Linked DNA regions of Mus musculus: all the other regions are linked to region 3. A link is a contact called in public promoter capture Hi-C data. All regions are on one chromosome and are shown on one strand. The core of a region is the stretch at or near the end of the contact, and the rest is flanking DNA. Distances in the headings are between cores, read along the strand shown.

The links. Promoter capture Hi-C pulls out the DNA fragments that hold promoters and counts their contacts.
Region 1: a promoter capture Hi-C map of hippocampal neurons shows a contact between it and region 3, with 4 times the contacts expected there. The contact joins the promoter of Pnma3 here to the promoter of Taz in region 3. A contact is called at or near these places in 1 of 39 promoter capture datasets (hippocampal neurons) and 1 of 115 datasets of contacts at active chromatin or transcription factors (embryonic forebrain).
Region 2: a contact with region 3 is called in a promoter capture Hi-C map of liver, with 3 times the contacts expected there. The contact joins the promoter of Fundc2 here to the promoter of Taz in region 3. A contact is called at or near these places in 4 of 39 promoter capture datasets (the C10 cell line, hippocampal neurons, liver and 1 more).

The regions. Positions count from the first base shown.
Region 1 is chrX:73,063,451-73,066,173 of GRCm38.p6, reverse strand. It overlaps Pnma3 (paraneoplastic antigen MA3), which reads right to left and starts at 1,387. Exons shown (of 1, transcript NM_153169.2): 1 at 1-1,387. The coding sequence starts at 1,352.
Region 2 is chrX:75,381,140-75,383,839 of GRCm38.p6, reverse strand. It overlaps Fundc2 (FUN14 domain containing 2), which reads right to left and starts at 1,441. Exons shown (of 5, transcript NM_026126.4): 1 at 1,389-1,441. The coding sequence starts at 1,407. It also overlaps a transcript of F8 not described here.
Region 3 is chrX:74,281,446-74,284,163 of GRCm38.p6, reverse strand. It overlaps Taz (tafazzin), which reads right to left and starts at 1,446. Exons shown (of 10, transcript NM_181516.6): 1 at 1,048-1,446; 2 at 764-892; 3 at 471-516; 4 at 147-232. The coding sequence starts at 1,156. It overlaps Dnase1l1 (deoxyribonuclease 1-like 1), which reads left to right and starts at 2,538. Exons shown (of 8, transcript NM_027109.3): 1 at 2,538-2,643.

The sequences.
Region 1 (2,723 bases), core at 138-2,637, 1.2 Mb after region 3:
TTTCCCTTCTCCATTGCAGCCTGTCTCTTCTGTTTCACCAAGGTCCGGTTGGAAGGGTTAAAACAGTGTACTCTGATATGGCCATCTTCCCCACAACTATAGCAGAATGTGTCATAATTCTGCTTTCTTGTGCCTTGAGAATCATCCCTGGGCACACCTCCCTTTCTGTGCTGGCCTCTCCTCCTGTGGCGGCGGCGGCGGGAACCCTGGTAAGGCCTTTCCTCAAGAACACTACCAAAGGCCGGAACAAATAGTTCTCTCTCCTCACTGCCTATGTTAGAGGGACTTGGGCCTAACTCCAGCCCCTCATAGCAGCTCCTCTCTGAACCCCTAGTGGCCTCCCACTCTTCCTCCTCCTCACGGAAAAGCTTCACTAGGGCCAGGAAACCAGGTGGCCTTCTACGCTGTTTCAGCATCTTAAGTTTCTCTCGAAGTTTTGCAGAAAGGATAGCCCCACCTAAAATTCGTTTCAGGCGGGTCTGGTTCACATTCTTTCGAGATATTGCATTTTTCTCTAGGGCTTTTTGGAGCAGGGTCTCCAAACGCACCACAAAGCTAGAAACTTTCTCTCCTGGCTCCTGATAAGCCTTGCAAAACTTCAGCTGGGCGATTTTTCGGTTGTCCACAGAGCCAAATACCTGCCGCAGGGCCTCCAGGCACTCCTTCACTGTAATGGCAGCGTTATTGGCACGGAGCACATTGACAACCTGTAGAGCAGGGCCTCTTAAGCATTCCATCAGCCTCCGCCTCTTTTCTACCTCAGGTACCTGCCACATCTGTAACATCTCAGTGGTGTGTTCAAGCCAGGAATCGAAGGCCAATAACCCTGGGATTGATATGGTGTTCCCAGAAAAGACTCTTAGTTCTCGGTACAACATTTGTTCTAGCAGAGGCTGCATCACTGCACCTAGAGTCTGAGCCCAGACCCAGAAATCTGCTGATATAGTCGTTTTGGTAGGTGAATGATTAGAGTGTGTCCCAAGGACCCTGTTCATGTCTGACACTGTTCTCCTCTCCTCTTCTAAGAAGTGATTCAGTCTATTAAGAAATTCATCATCTGAATGAGGGGGTTTTACAACCACTTCCCAGGGCCCACCCTTTCCTTCTATTTCCCTGGGCACCAAAGCATAGTCAAAATCACGTGCAAGTTCCACCAAAAAGGCCTGGGCATTTTCCTCCCTCCTAAACATCCTGCCGATGATCCTGTATCTTCCCAGATGCTTGAGAGCTTCGTGCAGAGTCTCCTCAAACTCATCCTCACTACAGTCCTCTGGAATCCCCAGGATCAGCATAGACCTCTGGGTGTTCAGATGCTCCCCCCTACACCAGTCTTGCAACAGGTTCAATGGCATGGCCCCAACTTCAAGAGACTCTAATGTGGGGGGAGGGGGTGAGTAGGATGTGATGCACATAAATCTGAGGCAAGTCCCAGGAGATCTGTAGCTCCTCCGGGTCTCTAGAGTCTGTAAATAGGGCCAAAGGAAATTAATGCGTTCCCCCGCCCCACCCCCACTCCAGCTCGGCTCCCTACCACACCCAGCCTCCACCTGCCTCCAGCAAAGACACTTCTATAGGTTCCCATCACTATATACTGCAGCCTCCTGTTTACCCTAAAGGCTGCAGCAGTCCCACCGGATTGGGCCCACTGCAGCCCCCTCCCCATCCCAAAGGCTGCAGCAGTCCCACCCGATTGGGCAGAGGGGGCTGCCTGGGCCAGCCGCTTCCTCCTAGAATCTGGTACCTCTTCCTAAGGCAAGATGCTTCCTCAATTCAGTCCCACAGCGAGGTTCCCAGACTGCTCAGAGAGGAGGCGGGGTCGAACACCATTCCTTTCCAGGGTCTCTTGCCAGCTCCTTTGCTCTCTCTGGCCCTCTGGTCCCCGCAAGTTGTCCAATGCGCCGGCGCGGCTCGCCACAGCTCTCTGCAGTGCGGACTTGGGGCGGGGGTGCTGTGGCGCTGGAGCACAGACCCTCTGCGTCGCCTGGGAGACAGCTGGGCCATTGGCGCATGAGGATCACACGACGTGTCTGTTGCCTAGGCCTTGGGCAACCTGGGGCCTCCGGTGACGTCACCTGCTGCTACCCATCCCCAATACACCCCTGCTCCCCCAGCACAGGAGACCCCACCTCAATCCTCTGAATCTGGGGTTTGTGAGTTAGTGTTCAGTTTCCTCCTGCCTTTGGCTGTCCCCAGGTGACATCCTGAATGCAGGCCAGTCCCTCTCTCTCTCTCGAGAATAGACTTCAGGACCGCAGAGTGCTCAGGGGTCTCCACAGAAGGGCACCAGAAAGCTGTGGTGGCCCCTCCAGCTCTGTCTCCTGATCAAGGCCAGGAAGCAGGGGCTCCGAGGTTTCTTCCCCCTGGTGAGTCCCCTTCTAGATCTAGTCCAGTAACAGAGCTGGGCAAGCAACACCTGGTAGATAGATACCACATGAGCTCATATGAGCTCAAACACACCCACCACCACTCCCCACGTAGCACGCACCATCTGGGTGATGCCAGTCTCCATGGGAAGGGGCTTCAGGCATATTCACCACCATGGGACCTGCATGCTTTGCTATCCTTGGGGCCACTGGCTAGCTCATAGAAGCATGGTCCAGCATCTGACAGGCCTTTCCTACTCTGCCTGCTGTACATCCAGGGTCTTGAAAAGCTGCTTTTGAGATTTGAAACCCAAACCCTTGGGTCTGTTTTTTTCCTCTGGCTTCTGATAGTCTAACTTT
Region 2 (2,700 bases), core at 192-2,691, 1.1 Mb before region 3:
GAGGCCCTTGGTCCTGTGAGGGCTAGATGCCCCAGTGTAGGGGAATGCCAGGACCAGGAAGAGAGAGTGGGTGGGTTGGTGAGCAGGGGAAGGGGGGATGGGATAGGGGGTTTTCAGAGGGGAAACCAGGAAAGGGGATAACATTTTAAATGTAAATAAAGAAAATATCTAATAAAAAAAAAAAGAAGAAGAAAAAGCCAGGCAGTGGTGGTGCATGCCCGGCAGAGGCAGGCGGATTTCTTAGTTTGAGGCCAGCCTGGTCTATAGATTGAGTTCCAGGACAGACAGGGCTACACAAAGAAACCCTGTCTCAAAAAACAGAGAGAGAGAGAGAGAGAGAGAGAGAGAGAGAGAGAGAGAGAGGATGTTGAATTGACCTAAGTATACACAAAATTAGTTGAATAAGAAGTATAGAAATACATTTACATATACTATTATATCATTTTCCTATCAAGGTACTCAGGTAACTCCACAGTACAAAGCAAGTCCTTTCAATAGTGTTAGAAGCACTAGATATTCATATATATATATTTAAAAACCATATACAATACATTCAACGTATGGCTCTAGTCAAAAGTGGGATTTAGTTGGGTATAGTTCCACGCACTCTAGAGGCTGAAACACAAGGATAGCTGAGTTTGAGGCCAGACTGGACTACACCAAATTATCTGTTGATGGTGGGTGAGATGGGATGGATAACAATTAGAGTCCGCTCATTAAACACTGGTAAACAACATTTACAAGCCTTGTCTATAGGCCCAGGAAAACAACGATAATTATTGTAAGCACTACAATTATGTAAGACAAGATTTCTCAGAAATTTCTAGGTATTCTGCTCAGCAATTGCATCAAGTGTAATGACTGTGAGCTTAATGAATTGACTGACTTAACGTAACTAAAGAAAAGAAAAGAAAACGGACAAAAAGAAAGAAAAAAAGTGCTCCACTGGGATTTTATTTTGAGTGGGCCGACTATATCTCCTACTGTTTTCAAAACAATCAATTAGGAAAGTACCAATGAAAATGAGGACTGTAGGTGTTTGAGAGGCAGTAAGAGACAAAAACACTCCTGTCAGGGAGCCAGATCGCTTCTGAGAACAGTAACTGGATCTCCCTAGGGACACCTCGGTAGGGGCGGCACTGAAAGGCTAGAAGAGCTAGGCAGAGATAACATCCCTGGGTAACTCAAAAGCCAGCTTAAGTATGACCTTGGCCAGATCCCAGAACACCCGCCAGAAAAGTCTCCGCGCTGCCCTATCCAGGTGCTATTGAAGCTCCCTGGGGAGGGAGGAACCCAGCAAGCGACTCAGCATGCAACCAGCAGTACTTCACTCTAAGCGACAAAGGTGATTCCACCCCTGGCCCTTGCGCGCGTGCTCCCGCCTTTACCTTGACTGTTAGCGGCCATTTCGGGGGCGCGGGGGGGGGGGGGACCCTAGTATCGCGATGACACAGCTTCAGACCACGAGACCAGGAACAGGCGTTAGTCATCCGCAGCTGGCTTCCGGCAGGGGGTGGGGGGGCAGATATTTCCAGTCCCTTGGCAGTCGGAGACAGCGGGGCCTGGTCCCATTAGACATCTTTCCTGTCCTGGAGCAGCTGCTACAACCACCTCAGCTGCAGCCCCACACTTGCGCAGAGGAATGAATGCTTGCTACGTGTGCAGAAAGCTTCTCTGCCTTGGTGGTGACAGAGTTTATCTCACCTTTATTTTTTTTAATTTATTTTAGATTTTGCATATTTATGTAAACAATGAACTTATGTTAATTCTGACATTAATTTCAAGGCTGTTTAAGTTCAGGAAAACACATCTTACACTTTTTAAAAGCATTCCAACCACTTAATAATGTACACTTGTATTATGACTGCTGCTTCTTCCGCTTTAAAGTTTTTTTTTTAACTTTGTGTATATGAGTATTTGCATGTGTTTGAGTACAGCACGTGTACGCAGTACCTGAGGCCAAACAGGACTTCCGATCCCTTGGGACTGGAGAGGGGAGTGATACAAATATCTCAATTAGAATTGAGCACTTTATTGCCTCTTATCCTCTGTACATATACTAGTTGTGAGTCTATTAGAAAAAAGAAGATTCTTAGATGAGGAGTGAAAGATCCCCTATTTTATCGGTATAATAGTAAAAAAAATTGGGAGGAGACAGTTTATTTTTGTGTCCATTTAGGAAAGCAGTTCTTCCCTATGACTTAGGCAGCCATGGGGTTTTGGCTTTCTAACAGGTATCGGTTCTATCCTGTGGAGTGGGCCTTAAATACAAACATGAAGTGATTAGTTACTCCTACTATATTTATGCCACTACCATAGCAATGAGGCTATTTTGACATATCAGTCATTATATAGTACCTCACAGGGTTCTTAGATGCTTTGTAAGACTGTCAATAACTTGTCACCCCAAATAGCACACATGTAACCTTCCAGCACTGTGAAATCTTGTCAGTGCCAGCTTGATTTCCCCATGTTTTATGACTCAACTATGTTGTGTCATCAGCAATACGATCTTAACCATGAAGTTCTGTAGATTGCCAAAAAATTGGCAGTACCTTATAATGTTTGGGGGTTTATGGAGCCAACAAACTCCAAAAGAGGTGACCCATTCCTGGCACTGGGCTTTATATTTGTTACCCTGCAGTGTTTAGTAGGGACATTGTCATCCTGATGTAGGGGTAACTCCATTTAAATTCTTAT
Region 3 (2,718 bases), core at 197-2,696:
TCTAAGTGATCATCCCTCTTCCTATTCTCTGCCAACTATACTGCCATATCATGGCTCCCCTAAGTCCTTCTAAGACAGACGCATTGACCACCAGCTTCCTTGTCCCCAAGGGAGGCCTGGACATGCCTCCCAGAGGAGCAGCTCACCTCGACACACAGGCACACATTTGCCCAAGCTGAAGAAATGGGAGTGCAGCTCCTTGGTGAAGCAGATGTCTGCAGCTGCTGGGGTCCTAGAGCAGCAATAGACCCAATCATCCCTGCCTCCAAGACTTCCCATTGCTTGTCCCCAACTCTCCCCACCCAATATAATGCCTGCCATCACTGCCATACAGAATGAAGCTCCAAGAGAAGGCCCTAAGGAGCCCCACCCATGCCCTTCCTGGAAGGCTGGATGCCAACTCCTGAGCAGAGAAAGGCAAATCTGGGCAGAAATGGATGGGTCACTTCAAGGGGCCCATTCCTCCTCACCAACGCATCAACTTCAGGTTCCAGATGTGGCGGAGTTTTAGGATCCCTGTGAAAAAGTAAAGTCCTTGATGTGACATGGCTACTTCCACACTCCTTTTAAATTTCTGATATCCTGTCTAAATCACATTCCCTGGAGGAATCCTAAGGGGGACACACAAAACTTCCAGCAGTTAGGCAGTATATCCCCCAAACAAGGTAAAGTTTTTCAAAAGAGCCTGGTGGGAAGTCAATCTGTCTTTGGTGGGGGCCTGTTCTTGTTTTGCCTCCCTGAACCCAGCACACTGGCACCATACCCCAGAGATGAGGGTCATCCATGCAAGACTGGTGGTTGGAGACGGTGATAAGGGGGGTGGCAGGGCCTCGGTTCTCAATGAGCTCATACAGCACTTCCTTGTTGTGCACGGTGAGGTGGTTCATGTACTCTGGGAAGAGAAGTCAGTCCCAAGCTCTAGGTCATTTCCACCTGCCCGAGGCTTCTTACTGTGCCAGAAAAGCCCCTGCCATATTCCCAGTCCGAAAACCCCCAGCCAGGCCAGAGGCCTGTGAACAGACTCTGCCTTGGCCTTTTGCCACTCACTGGTCCAGAAGCAGCTGTAGGTGCCAACTAGGCCCATGACGACGCTGCTGGCTAGAGTCCAGGTGAGCCGGGGCACCGCGGGGAATGGCCACTTCACATGGAGGGGCATCTCCTCCGGCTCCGGCCCCGCCCCCGGAGCCCAGAGTTCCTCTTGCCCCAGGCCAGCCGATGTCCTCTACCACTCAGGAGAAGGATCTCCAACAGACTGGCAGAGGACTAGACTAAGGTCACCTGGTGGAACAGCTCAGCACCTCCCTAGCACTGTTCTCTGGATAGAGAAGAGCCGCTGCTCAGGCGACGAGACGGGACTGCTGTACAAAGCAATGCGCACTAGAAACCAAGTCTTGACGGCCTCACTCGACGAATCAGCCGGAAAGCAACTCGAGGAAGCGTCCTTGCCTGTTGTCGCAAAACATGCCTAGGTTGCTTGACGGCTGCCAGGGCGGGTCTACGCCAGCCTCGCTCCGGCCCCTCCCCCGTCAAGGTTTTGGCTCCAAACCGCCTTAAGCAGTGCTGCGTCTCTTTGATTCCATAATTCTAGTGTCTACAGGCGACATTAGCTACACAGCACCATTACCTGAAGCTACGCAAGTCGTAGGCTGGTGGAAACTTTTTACTTGTTCTCTTTCCCTGTCCCACCCGATGTGTATCCGGTTATGCATGCTTCTGAAGGCTCACACAGAGACCGGAAAAGGGCATCGGGTGTCCGCGTCTATTATTCTCTGCCTTTTATTGTACTATTTCTCCCAGTGATCTGGGGGTTGGGGCATTTGGTTATCTCCACGATAGAGCATTTGCCTAGTATTCATGTGGTACCAGAACTAACAAATTTCTGCCATGAGGCATTTTTCTAAACTGCCACTCCAGTGGGGACCTGAACAGGTCAGTCGCGCTACCCATCCTGTGCATAAGGTCCTTTGCTTTGGGTTTTCTGAGCAGTCGTCACACAGGCAAACTTAATTTGGGAGTGCGCACCAACATTGTGGTTCAGGGCCTGAGGACCCTGAGAGAAGACTGCCTCTGCTCTGCTCTTTGCTGCAGGGGAACTGGCCAAAGAATGAGCAAGCCTACCTCACCTTTTTCCCTAGGTCCAGGTAACTGTTCAATGATAGACTGCTGCTTCTTGGCACGGGTGATAGTAGGCATGTTTGCGACAACAAGCAAGGACGCTTCCTCGACTTGCTTTCAGGCGGATTCGTCGAGCAGAGGCCGCCAGCTCCCCAAGTTGCTATTCGCTTGGCAAAAGAAACACCCATCATGGGCGGGGTGGGCCAGCAGGTAGCCAGTTCTCAGGCACAGCCTACTGGACAGGGATGTGGAGCTCAGCCTTGCTTATGGCCCGCCCCTTTGGGTGGGTCTGGAAACCAGCTCCTGGGCTGAAGGGTGGCGCTCAGCCTTGCTACTTGGGACGGGAAAGTTGTGGAGCCGGCCCCTTTGGGTGTGTCTGGAAACCCGCGCCTCTTCTTCCCATTTCCCCCCCACACACACCCAACTGCGCGTCCTTACCCGCCTTGGCTGGAGCTGCGATTCTGTGGAGTGGAATGTTTTATTCGGTTCAACGCTGAGGCAGGCGTGGGGCCGACTTGGGCTGTGGAGGTATGAGAATCCTGCGGGTAGGGAAAGGGAGGAGGTTGTCTCTACTGGGGAGGAACTTCAGAAGGAAAGGGAATT